Regions from separate parts of the Danio rerio genome. Here region 2 is linked to region 1. A link is a contact called in public Hi-C data. All regions are on one chromosome and are shown on one strand. The core of a region is the stretch at or near the end of the contact, and the rest is flanking DNA. Distances in the headings are between cores, read along the strand shown.

Region 1 (6,575 bases), core at 3,677-6,176:
ATTATCTCCCAAATAAATTAAAACAATAAAAAGAAAAGAAAAAAGCCGCTCGCGGCATCAACAGAGAATGGAGCGCTCTTTTCCTCGGTCTCACACAAGCACAGGCATCTAAACGCGCAAAGACACTTATTAAACTTGACAAAACCTCTTGAAAACCTTTACTGTCTGCTGTGTCTTTAATATGGTGTAAAGATTAGTATGCGTTATTGAAACATCAAAGAGATGCAGCAAAGAAAAGTGACTTATTAAAACTATCATTTTATGCAACAACCTTACATTTAAAAGAGAAACATAAGGGCGATCATATGCAAAAAAGACCCCAGCCTATAATTTGTTCCAGATGTTTTCTTTCTCTTATTTATGTGTTTGTTTATGTGTTTGCCGCATGTACTCGTGTGCGATCGGAAAACTGTGCCCGCCTCTCCTTTTACTCCGCCCCGAAGCCCCGGCTGGCCCTCTTTGGCCCAAGGTATTCGGCGGGCCGAAAAAGGCCGGCCGCTGGCCCCAAGAAAGCCCCGCTTTGGCCCGATTAGGCCCCGGAAGTGACAGTGGAAACGCCACTGGCCTTGGCTCGCCCTGGCTCGCTCGCTTTAGGCGCGATAGTGGAAACGCGGCTATTAGTACCAACTGAGCATCATATCAACGCCACAGCCTACCTGAGTATTGTTACTGACCATGTACATCCCCTTTTCCACAGTGTACCCATCTTTCAACCAATACCTTGTTGAATCTATGCCAAGATGGATTAAGGCAGGTACTAGTAAGGTGTATCCAATAAAGTGGCTGGTGAGTGTATATTGAGAAATGCAATTTATTTCTGTGATGGAAAGTCAAATGCTCAGCATCATTACGCTTTACCGTTTTCAGTGTCACATGATCTTTCAGAAATCATTCTAATGTGCTGATTTGCTGATCATGAAACATTTCTACTTGACCTGTCTTTACTGTAGTTGCACTACTGAAAGGGGGAATGCGCACTCTTTTTTTTCTGTGTTGTGTGTGGCTGGGTGGGTTTATGTGTGTGCGTGGTGAGTAAATGAGAGACTCACACCTCCAGCTCTGCACCGGTCTGTCAGTTTTTATATTCAGCCTGCAGCCTCACACACATGCAATTATGTGTGAACGAGCAAATTTGTGGTACAGACAAATTAAGACTCTGTCAGGGTGTGTGTGTTTGAGTGCCTGTGAATAATTGTGAATCTGTGTGAGGAAAAAGAGTTGGGCTGCTAATGACAGAAACAGAAAGAGGAATATAGGACTGAAAAAAGATGACGGATATAAAGTGGAGATCGAAATTAGAGAATCATTTTTTTAAACAAGGATATTTTAAGAAATAATTACATTTTTTTTCATCAATCAAAATCAGTAGTTGGGTTTCCATCACCTTGTATTTTTTACATTTAACAATGTCTCTAAATTTAGTTGAAGTCAAAATTATAAGCCTGCTTGTGAATTTCTTTTTCAAATATTTCCTGAACTGTTTAACAGAGCAAGACATTTTTCACAGTATTTTCTATAATATTTTTTCTTCTGGAGAAAGTCTTAAAATAGGGAAAACAAACAAGGAAAGTGCTTCATAATGTTGATAGAAAGAAACAAGACTCAGCAATGTGTGTGTGAGAGGTGAATATAAAGTCCAGGTAATCAGTCCATGATGAGTTACCAACTGTGTGTAATCAGGAACTAGTGTGTGAGGTGCATGATGGTACAGTATTTGTAGTCCAGTTCAGTGACAGATGTGTAGTTCTCCAGCAGTCTGCAAGGATTAGATCGCTGGTAATTGTGACAAATGACCTAATTAAAAATTACACTTAAGGCTGAATACTGTTCGTTCATTCATTCATTATTTTCTTTTCGGCTTAGTCCCTTTATTGATCTGGGGTTGCCGCAGCGGAATGAACCGCCAACTTCAACTTTCAACATCCAGAACATTTTTTAAGCAGCGAATGCCCTTCCAGCAGTTCACATGTAGTGCATGTCTTTGGACACTGGGGGAAAACCGGTGCACCCGGAGAAAACCCACGCTAACACGTGATCCGGTTTTGCTGCAATTTTATTATTGTAGAGTTGGTTGATATACGATTTTAAAAAACAAATAGTTAAAGTAAAATTTTTATATTTTGGGCTTTTTTGTGCATTTGGGCAGGTTTTGGACAGCTTTTAGGCTGAACATCTTCAGCAATATCTGCCTGCCACCTTTACAAGTCTACCCCACCTGTTCTTATTTGACAGACTAAGATTACAGTAAAAAGCTACAATGCAGAAAGATAAAACAGATTTAATAAATTTGTCATTGGTCACAAACAGTGCCATCATAGAGGTACAACCCAAAAAAGATTCTTTGCTGCACTTTTTTTATAGACAGTCTGGGTGTAAGATTTCAATGTCAACATGTTGTCGATAACAAGCCCTAGATCTTTATAAAAAAACGGAAAATGTTCAGCAGTTTACGTAAGACGCACGCTGTTTTTTTTTTTTTTTTTTTAAACGCAGCATTTTATTGACAACAATAGAAATTTTCAGCTGGAGGGAAAATGCTTTGTTGGAGACTTGCTCCTAATTGCAAACAATTAATCAGTGCTAATTAATCCACAAAAAAAAAAATAGCTTGAACGGCAGTCCTTCTTTGATGATGTCAGTTCGACGGCTTGAGCGAAACATGCCTAGCCACTCCTCTCCAACACTTAGTTTGCTGCGAAATACACACAAAAAATGCTGAATTCCACACAATCAATTGTAGTTGTCGCAATTCTTCATATAAATGACTCTGCCTGAAATCACGTTTGCAACTTTAGGTGAGCAACCCACGACAAAATTGCAAAACCATGGACATACATAGAAATGCTAATAAGTGGAACAGTGCAAAGTGCTTTGTTGCTAACTGGCAATTGCCTTTATCAACCACAAGGGGAGCCACCACGAGTGAAAGTTAACAGTATTGCTTAAATTCTCCAAAAATCTTTTTTTACGCTCTCTTCAGGTGGTTTTGGACTCGAGGGAAAAAGTGTTAACAGGGCTCGAAATTGCGACCATTTTGGTCGCAAATGTGCCCGAAATTTAATCTATGCAACCTCATAATATATTTGGGAGCATTTGTGCAACTGCATAGAATGGTTGTAGTGCGACCTGTTAAGATTTTTTTTATAAAAGCGTGCTGAATCGCTCTTCCCTGCCGCTTTTGTGAGCGCAGGAAATGCAAATGGCTGAAGAGTGAAAAGTATACAGGTTTACAAACCCCACCTAAGGTAATAATAATAATAATGGTGCAGATGAGAGTGATCATGACATGTGATGAATACTGATCCGCCAGCTGAGATCAATCGAGTGTTTTCGGAGAAGGTGCCCGTATCTCAATGCATTGCATTCACTGCATGTTCAAATGTCCGCTATACTGTAAATGTAAAATCTAATACTGTACACATCATCGCCAAAGAAGCTTGCCTTTACTAAGTTTACACTGAAACTTCGGCTCTTAACAAAGAGCAGTGTTGCGCCGGTGGTCATCGCGAGAATCCTGCTCTGCCTGCTCAAAAATTGGTGCGGCTAACTCGCCTGCTTTTCCACAAACACAGAAAAATGAAGATCAGCTCATAACGAGACTGAGCATTTAAAATGACACAAACCCAAACCAAAACCTTTGGTTTTGTGGTAGAAGTGAGACTTTCATTGCTTACTTTGCCTTTCTTTCTTGAGATGTATGTTATTTTGCTATTTAGTTACTGATGACTGCTTTGCAGCTCTCAGCCTTGAATGATTTATTATAGTCTTTTGTTTGTTTTGTAGCAGAAATATTATTTATTAAATTGACATGCATATAAAAACAATAGTGCAAAATAAATATTTATTACTGCAATTTTACAAAATTTTAGTTTGATGCAAACCATACATTTATTTTGCATAATGTAACAGACTTTTTATAGCAGATAACTCACATTCAAGCACATTCAAGGCAGCATCATAATGAGAAATGTAATTCATTGTTACTATTATTGTCATTTTCATCATCATTAATATTCTATAATTATTAGACATTCATTTTGGAATTATTGCACACAAATCTCAATGTCATCTCAGCATTAGTTAGATAGTTGTTTCTGGTTTTTGTTAGTGTTAATCGATGTTGTTTTCAAATACAATATATCCCTTAAAATACAGTTTGCAATGGTGCTCATTAATTTTTGGTGGGTGCTTCTAAATATTTCCTGGTGCTCCGAAATTCTTTTTGGTGCTCCTAAATATTTGAAGTTAGGAGCACTGGTGCTACCAAGGCAAAAAGTTAATTTCGAGTCCTGGTTAATGTGAAAATACATTTGCTGTTTAAACTCTGGGGCGAGGCAGTGGCGCAGTAGGTAGTGCTGTCGCCTCACAGCAAGAAGGTCACTGGTTCGAACCTCGGCTCAGTTGGCGTTTCTGTGTGGAGTTTGCATGTTCTCTCTGCCTTTGCGTGGGTTTCCTCCAGGTGCTCCGGTTTCCTCCACATTCCAAAGATATCCAGGCAGGCTACATTGTCTGTAGTGTATGAGTATGTGTGTGTGGATTTTTCCCAGAGATGGGTTGCGGCTGGAAGGGCATCCGCTGCGTAAAAAAGCTTGCTGGATAAGTTGGCGGTTCATTCCGCTGTGGCGACCCATATACATACATTTTAGTCCTATATATTCTCTTTAAAAGAGAAACATAATTCAAAATGTACTGACAAATAGTCAAATGGCCACAATTCTTACTGCATGTATTCAAGCTTTGTATTCAAAACACAAGCCTGCAAACATTTGTGTGTGTTTGTGTGGTTTTGTGTTTGTGTATGCAGATGACACATGCTTTATTTAGCACAGTTATCAATCTGATTGTCTAACAGACTGAAATAGCCCATTATTATAGCCTCATAGTTCCCATTGATCCTCAGAGAATTGAGAGGTGTGTTTCCATGGAAACTGGAGAACAAGGAACCAAGTGTTTAGGAGTGGAACAGTCCTGTGCGTGAGTATGTGTATGTGTGTGTGTGTGTGTGTGAGAGAGAGAGAGAGAGTAGGTGTGTTTCTGCAGCCTGGTACATCAGAGATGACCCAATTGCTCAGGTTGTTTTTCTGAATCTGTCCTGTCCCGCTCCTGCAGGACGTCTTGGATCACAGGAAATGATTCTTGATTTTTATGCAAAGTGAATGTTGTTAAGTTGTTCCGTTCCCAGTGATTCCTTGATTATTTTTCCATGGTTCAATTTGCAGCAATGATAGTAATAATTGAAAAAGGGTGTTTGAGTCTTGTTTACTATTGTTTTTCTAACCTTTTCCTATCAGTCTTGTTTAATCGGTTACATCATTTATAATAGGTTTCAGTAGGAGTCAGTGGTATACAGTACAGTACTTCACTCTCCTGGGATCTAAGTTCAGTTTAATGATATTCTGTAATTATTTTTAGGGGTTTTCACCTTTATTGATATAGGACAGTTGAGATTTTACAGTCTGGAAAGTGTGGGGAGCAGAGATAAGTGAAGGATTGGCAAAGGACCTCGAGCCGGGTATCGAACTCAGGTTGCTGTGAGCACCTCGGTGCTATGTGTCGACACACTAACCACTAGGCTATTGTCTTTAATGACATTTCTGCACATTTTAGTACACTTGTAACAACTTAAACTCAACATTCTGAATTAAAGTCCACATGAAATTAAGGGCAAAGTGTTTTGCATAACAGAAAACACCGGCACTCTTCTAAAAAACACTCTGCTGTGAGCACTTCAACTATTGGAGCATTTAAAAAAAACTCAGACTCAACTTTATCATCCCGTTTAGAGAAACTAAAATTGCAGCAAGCTGCCTTAACACAAGGCAATTTCCATGTACACATTACCAAGTTCTCACCATAAAACATACAATAAATACATTTTAAGTTAGATTTCCCTCCCCGCTGGACTTATTTAGTAACCTAATGGCCACCCTAATAAAATAATATCTAATTCTATTTGTCCCGCATATATAAACTCTAAAATAATGCCGCGATGGCAACAACTGAAACACAGAATACAATAGGTGATCTGATGAGCAAACGAAAACCTGAGCTTTCTTCAAGACATAATTTTAGTTAATTACAATGTCTCACTTTGGTTTAATCTTGATAACCTTACCTGCCACCTTCACAAGGCTGCCCAACAAGTAACTTTAGCCCACACGAATGGTAAATTAACTTACATTTGAGAACATTAATGAAAAAACATGGATATTTCCGTGAGATTGCAATGTCAACATATTGTCGATAACAAGCCCTAGATTTTTAGGTTATAAAAAAACGGCAAATGTTCAGCAGTTTATGTAAAACGCACGCTATTTTTTTTAAAAACGCAACAATTTTAATGACAACAACAGAAAAAAAACACTCAGCTGGGGGAAAATGATTTGGTGGAGACGCACTCTTAATTGCAAACCATTAATCAATGCAAGTTAATCCACTGAATAATAGTTTGTTTTGGTAATCTTTGATTTGTCCTTCTCTTATGTCAGTTTGAGGGCTTGGGCAAAACATGCTTAGCCATGCCTCTCCAACACTTAGTTTGCTGCGAAATACACTGTAAAAATGCTGAATTATCA
Region 2 (6,488 bases), core at 1,506-4,005, 110 kb after region 1:
CTCCCATATTTTAATGCATTCATATTGACATTATTCCCTTGCAATTCAATTCACAGTGAGAGAAAGAGGATCAAGATTGATTTCAGTGCCTCTCTGTGAGTTATTTTTATTTAGAAAGGTTATTTTTAGTCCTGGATGTCTGGGATGTGGTTTCCTTCAAAGGGTCAGAAGAATCTAGAGCAGATTCTTTCCTCACATTTCGAGATCTCCCCTTGACCCTTCAGACCAGCAACTGTTGGCTGGCAGCAACTGGGGTTTAGTCAGTGAGTCTGTGGCTGACATTACTGACACTGCTGCTGACTAACCCATGGCAGATGACCAGCTCTTTCATGCATAACATGAGTAATAAATCAGTCCGATGCTCTATTTATTAAACTGTGGTCCCAAAAATTGGTAGAGCACTTGAGCTGCTTTAAGAAAAATAAAATAAATAATAATAATAATAATAATAATAATAATAATTATTATTGTTATTATTGTTGTTTTGTTATTCCACTTCAGCCACTTTTAATATTGTGTAATATTTTGTTGTTATTATTATTATTATTATTATTATTATTATTATTATTATTATTATTATTATTATTATTATTATTATTATCATTATTAATATATAGTTTAAAGTGTCTCAATTGTAATAACTACAACAAAACAACACAATAATAACACTAATACTTCTACTACTACTACTACTACTAATAATAATAATAATAATAATAATAATAATAATAATTATTATTATTATTATTATTATTATTATTATTAATTATTATTATTGTTTTGTTATTCCACTTCAGCTTTTAAAATTGTGTAATAATTTGTTGCTACTATGATTTTTGTTATTATTTTTTATTAATATTATTGTTATTATAATTATTATACCTTTTCAAAAGTGTCTCAAGTGTAATACTGTATCTAAATAAGTAATATCATTGTTTATTACTATAATTATTATTATATATTTATTTTCGTAATTTTACACTTAAGCACTTGAGACAGTTTAAAAATGTGCAATAATTATTTTTTAATTATTGTTGTTGTTGTTGTCGTTATTATTAATGTTATACATTTGTAAAGTGTCTCAAGTGTAACAGTACCACCACCACCACCACCAACAACAACAACATAATAATAATAATAATAATAATAATAATAATAATAATAAAATTATTATTATTATACATTTTTATATGTCTCAAGCGTAATAACTAACAAAATAAATAATAATATTATTGTTATTATTATTATTTGTTTATTTATTTATTTATTTATTTTTATTTGTTATTTTACTCTTCAGCTTTTGAGAAACTTTTAAAAATGTGCAACAAATTGTTGTTGTTGTTATTATTATTATTATCAATATTATTATTATTATTATCATCATCATCATCATAATCCTCATCATTGTTATTATTATTATATTGTTGTTTTTGCTGTTGTTGTTGTTACATTGTTATGCACTAAGTGTCTCATGTGACCCAGAATAAATAATAATACTATTGTTTATTATTATTTATTCATTTATTTATTGTTTGTTATTTTACACTTCAGCATTTAATACGCTTTAAAAAGTGTGAAATAAATTGTTGTTGTTGATATTATAATTGTCATTATTATTATTAATAACAACAACAATAACAACAACAACAACAACAACAACAACAACAATAATAATAAAAATAATAATAATAATAATAATAATAATAGTTTTTGCTGTTGTTGGTGGTGTTGTTACATTGTTATACATTTTAAGTGTCTCAAGTCTCCCAGAATAAATATTAATTATATTGTTTATTATTATTGTTTTTACATTGCTTTATCTGCGTGTTAAAGCTATAACATGTTAATGTCCTTTAATTATTGCACAATATATCAAACCAGGCGATGCTTTGTTGGATGAAACTTTTTTTTACTGAGTTTAAAATTAATTAAACTTTTTAAACATTTTGTCAATTTAGTTTGAGTAAACTGTACAGATGTCATTCTCTGTTTAAATTTGTCGATCATCTGTTTTATCGTTCATTCATAAGCTGATGATATTTATGATTAATGATAGCTATTAGGACAGATTTGACATGGGCTCACTCTAAAATAAACTTTCAGGATTTAAAAGACCAGAATATTTTGTGAGAACTTTTTATTTATTTTATTTATTTTTTATATTTTTAAAGGACTATTATGAAGGTGAAGCAGTGGCGCAGTAGGGCTGTCGCCTCACAGCAAGAAGGTTGCTGGGTCGCTGGTTTGAGCCTCGGCTCAGTTAACGTTTCTGTGTGGCGTTTCTGTGTGGAGTTTGCGGTTTGCAGCTTCTGTGAGATGGTTTGCGGCTGAAAGGGCATCCGCTGCGTAAAAACTTGCTGGATAAGTTGGCAGTTAATTCCGCTGTGGCGACCCCAGATTAATAAAGGGACTGAGCCGAATGAATGAACTATTATGAAAAACTATTATAGTGTATTTATGTACAGCTTACTAGTAAGGTGATTATTGCCCATATAGAAATAAAAGAGGATTTTTTTTCATTCAATGGCAATATACAGTATGAATACCATAAAATACATCATTAGCTGCACAAACAGAACACATACAGCCATGATATTATGCATGACATCAACCCTAGTAATGTAAATATAACACATGGTAAACATGCTAAATATAATAAACATATCCTAGTAGCACCCACATGACCTTCACGTGCAGCCTATGACATCACCCTCCCCTCAGCCAATCAGAAATCCTCCAGCACTGAACTGAGTGACTCTGGTATATGGCCGGGTCAGTGTCGTGCCCTCAACAAGGTTTCCTAGCAACAGAGCAAATTTGACGCCCTCAGCGATTGGCAGCAAAGGCTTTGCATACTGCTTTGATTGAGCAGCCAATCTATGCTCTCTGACAGCACTAGAGTACTAGAGAGGGAATGTCCAGTCACGCGTTCATTCAGAAATATTGCAGGTGCCAGGCAGTCTTAATAGTGTCTGCATTGCCTCATTAAACACCTGTTTTATTTAGGTGATAGTGACTGATTTCTGTTCATATATCTGTGATTTCTACAGTGCTTATTGGCTTCATTTCTGTCCTTTTCTCTCCAGATTGAGAACATTGATGCCTGTTTGAGCTTTCTAGCAGCCAAAGGTGTGAACATACAGGGACTATCAGCTGAAGGTAAAAACACTTCAAAATATTTTATTAATTTTAGATTTCATTTCGACTGACTCGAGACAGATACTGTGCTAAATACAGGTTTAAATACACTATTTTTCTATTATTGTTAACACTCTAGGTCAGGGGTTCCCAAACTTTTCAGCCTGCGACCCCCAAAATAACAATGCCAGTGACTCGCGACCCCCAATATCCTCTGAGGTGGTTATAAATACAGAAACCTTGCATGCAATGACGCAGACACACCAATTAAATTTGTGTCAGTGCTTTAAATGTGCCAGAAAGTATAACCTGATGTTATAAAATCAAAATGCATCTGACGCTATTGCTGCCTTTAATATAATGTAATTACCCCCGGGGTCGCAATCCAATAGAACTAGTAACTATAAGCTACTATAGTAACTATATAGTATATAGTAACTATAAACGACTATTTTTATTTTCAGTATAGTTATGGATAAAATATGTTAATTCTTATGGTTTAATAAAAATAAATAGATTTTTGGAAATCACCAGGCGACCCCTCTTCATTGCCCCGCGACCCCTCGGGGGGTCCCGACCCCCACTTTGAGAACCACTGCTCTAGGTTATAATGTGTCAACTATGACATAATGACTACATCTTCTCACCTATTCTGTACTATAGCAGGGTGTCCTCTGGGTCTTAAACTGTCTTAAATTTAAAAAAATGTATTTAAGGACAGTATGAAAAATCTTAAAAAGTCTTACATTCACTGAAATATGCTGTTTTAGGTCTTAAATGCTTTTAAACAAATTAATGTTACTTTGTCCATGTAAAGCTACCCAATCTGTACAACCAACAAATCTATCTAAAAAAAAAAAAAAAAAGGTTTAACATAAGTAAAATGTATTAACTATTTAGTAATACATTTACCGGCCACTTTATTAAGTACACCTTACTAGTACCGGGTTGGACCCCTTTTTACCCTCAGAAATGTCTTAATTATTCTTTGCATATATTCAACAAGGTACTGGAATTATTCCTCAGAGATTTTGTTCCATATTGATATAATAGCATCACGCAGTTGCTGCAGATTTATCGGCTGCACATCCATGATGTGAATCTGCCTTTCCACCACATCCTGAAATTGCTCTAATGGATTGAGATCTGGTGACTGTGGAGGCCATTTGAGTACAGTGAACTCATTGTCATGTTTAAGAAACCAGTCTGAAATGATTCGAGCTTCATGACATGGCATGTTATCCTGCTGAAAGTAGCCTTCAGAAGATGAGTATACTGTGGTCATAAAGGGATGGACATGGTCAGCAACAATACTAAGGTAGCCTGTGGCATTGACACAATGCTCACTTGGTACTAATGGGCTCAAAGCGTGCCAAGAAAATATTCCCCACACTATTACACCACCAACACCAGCCTGAATCGTTGATAAAAGGCAGGATGGATCCAAGCTTTCATGGTGTTGACACTTAATTCTGAGTTTCCTGTTCTTAGCTGACAGGAGTGGCACCTGGTGTGGTTTTCTGCTGCTGTAGTCCATCTGCCTCAAGGTTGGACGTGTTGTGCATTCAGAGATGCACATCTGCATACCACGGTTGTAATGAGTGGTTATTTGAGTTACTGATGCTTTCTATCTGCTTGAACAAGATATGTAGATCAGCAGTTTCTGAAATACTCAGACCAGTCTGTCTGGCACCAACAACCATGTCATGTTCAAAGTCACTTAAATCACCTTTCTTCTCCATTCTAATGCTCGGTTTGAACTGCAGCAGATCATATAGACCATGTCTACATGCCTAAATGCATTGAGTTGCTGTCATGTGATTGGCTGATTAGAAATTTGGTTAATGAGCAGTTGGACAGGTGTACCTAATAAAGTGGCCGGTGAGTGTATGAAGGTTTCCTCTGGGTGCTCCAGTTTCCCCCACATTCCAAAGGCATGTGGGTATAGGTGAATTGAATAAACTAAACTGGCCGTATTGTGTGTGTGTGTGTGTGAATGAGTGTGTATGGATGTTTCCCAGTACTGGGTTGCAGCTGGAAAGGCATTCGCTGTGTAAAACATATGCTGGATAAGTTGGTGGTTCATTCTGCTGTGGCGACCCCTGATGAATAAAGGGACTAAGGTGAAGGAAATTGAGTGAATGAATGAATGAATGAGTGATAGGTGTTTTAATAAGTAAAGCAAGTATTATGTTTTCTTCCGGAAAAGCGTAGTCTTGTTTCCTTTAGTTTGGCTGCAATAAAAACTGTTTTATTAAAAAAAAAGTTTTTAACAATATAATTACTCCCCGTTAAGAAATTATTATTATTCATTTTGATGATTGTATACAGAACAAACCAAAGACTTGTTTAAAGACTTGCCTAATTAAACTGAATTAGTTAACCTAATTAACCTAGTTAAGCTTTTAATTGTCCTTTAAGCTGTATTTTGGTGTCTTGCAAAATAACTTGTAAGATATTATGTACTGTAATCATGGCAAAGACAAAATAAATACGTGCAATTTTACTCTACTAAACAGTGACCTCTTGTCTGTTCCTCACAGAGATCCGGAATGGGAATCTGAAAGCCATCTTGGGGCTTTTCTTTAGCCTGTCTCGATACAAGCAGCAGCAACAAACGAGCCGACAGACACACACACAGCACACACACTCACACACTCCTCTAATCCAGCAGAGCAGCGCTCCGGCCCAGCTGATCTCCACCCCGCATGGGCCACACTCACACAAAACACAGACAGACATGCAGTCCAGGTAAAACATCACTCTATCAGTCCTGCTTTCTGTTTAGCAAACTGTCAGTCTCTCTATCATTCCAGCTTTCTATCTGACGTTCTGTTATGTATTGTTCTGTTCAACCAATCCATCCGTCAATCATCCATTCAATCACATCTATCTATCTATCTATCTATCTATCTATCTATCTATCTATCTATCTATCTATCTATCTATCTATCTATCTATCTATCTATCTATCTATCTATCTATCTATCTATCTATCTATCTATCTATCTACCTAATCTCATCCATCCATCCATCCATCCATCCATCCATACAATCCCATCCATCCATCCATGCATCATTCTCATTCGTTCATCCATTATTTCCATCCGTCCACCTAATTTGATTCATCCATGCATCTATCCAATCCCATCCATCTATCTCATCCATCCATCCCATTTATCCGTCCATGCATCCATTCATTCATTCATTTATTCGATCTTATCCATCCATCAATCCCATGTATTTAATTCAATTCATCTATCCATGCACCTATCACATCCATCCATCCATCCATCCATCCATCCATCTATTAATTCTATCAATCTATCCCATCCATTCAAACACATCCA

Evidence for each region. A called contact is a pair of places that touch in the nucleus more often than the background predicts.
Region 2: a contact with region 1 is called in a Hi-C map of embryo, with 2.0 times the contacts expected there. The contact joins two enhancer-like sites. A contact is called at or near these places in 2 of 18 Hi-C or Micro-C datasets (caudal fin and embryo).

The regions. Positions count from the first base shown.
Region 1 is chr7:16,773,520-16,780,094 of GRCz12tu, forward strand. All of the region lies in intron 2 of nav2a (neuron navigator 2a), which reads left to right. Among named protein-coding and RNA genes, the nearest start is that of nav2a, 160 kb to the left of the region's middle. Within about 2 kb of position 4,927, at least 7 of the 62 cell types and tissues checked have an H3K27ac peak or open chromatin away from gene starts, as enhancers often do.
Region 2 is chr7:16,888,291-16,894,778 of GRCz12tu, forward strand. nav2a (neuron navigator 2a) reads left to right here. Exons shown (of 37, transcript XM_073908180.1): 5 at 3,087-3,159; 6 at 5,682-5,889. Among named protein-coding and RNA genes, the nearest start is that of dbx1a, 130 kb to the right of the region's middle. Within about 2 kb of position 2,756, at least 11 of the 62 cell types and tissues checked have an H3K27ac peak or open chromatin away from gene starts, as enhancers often do.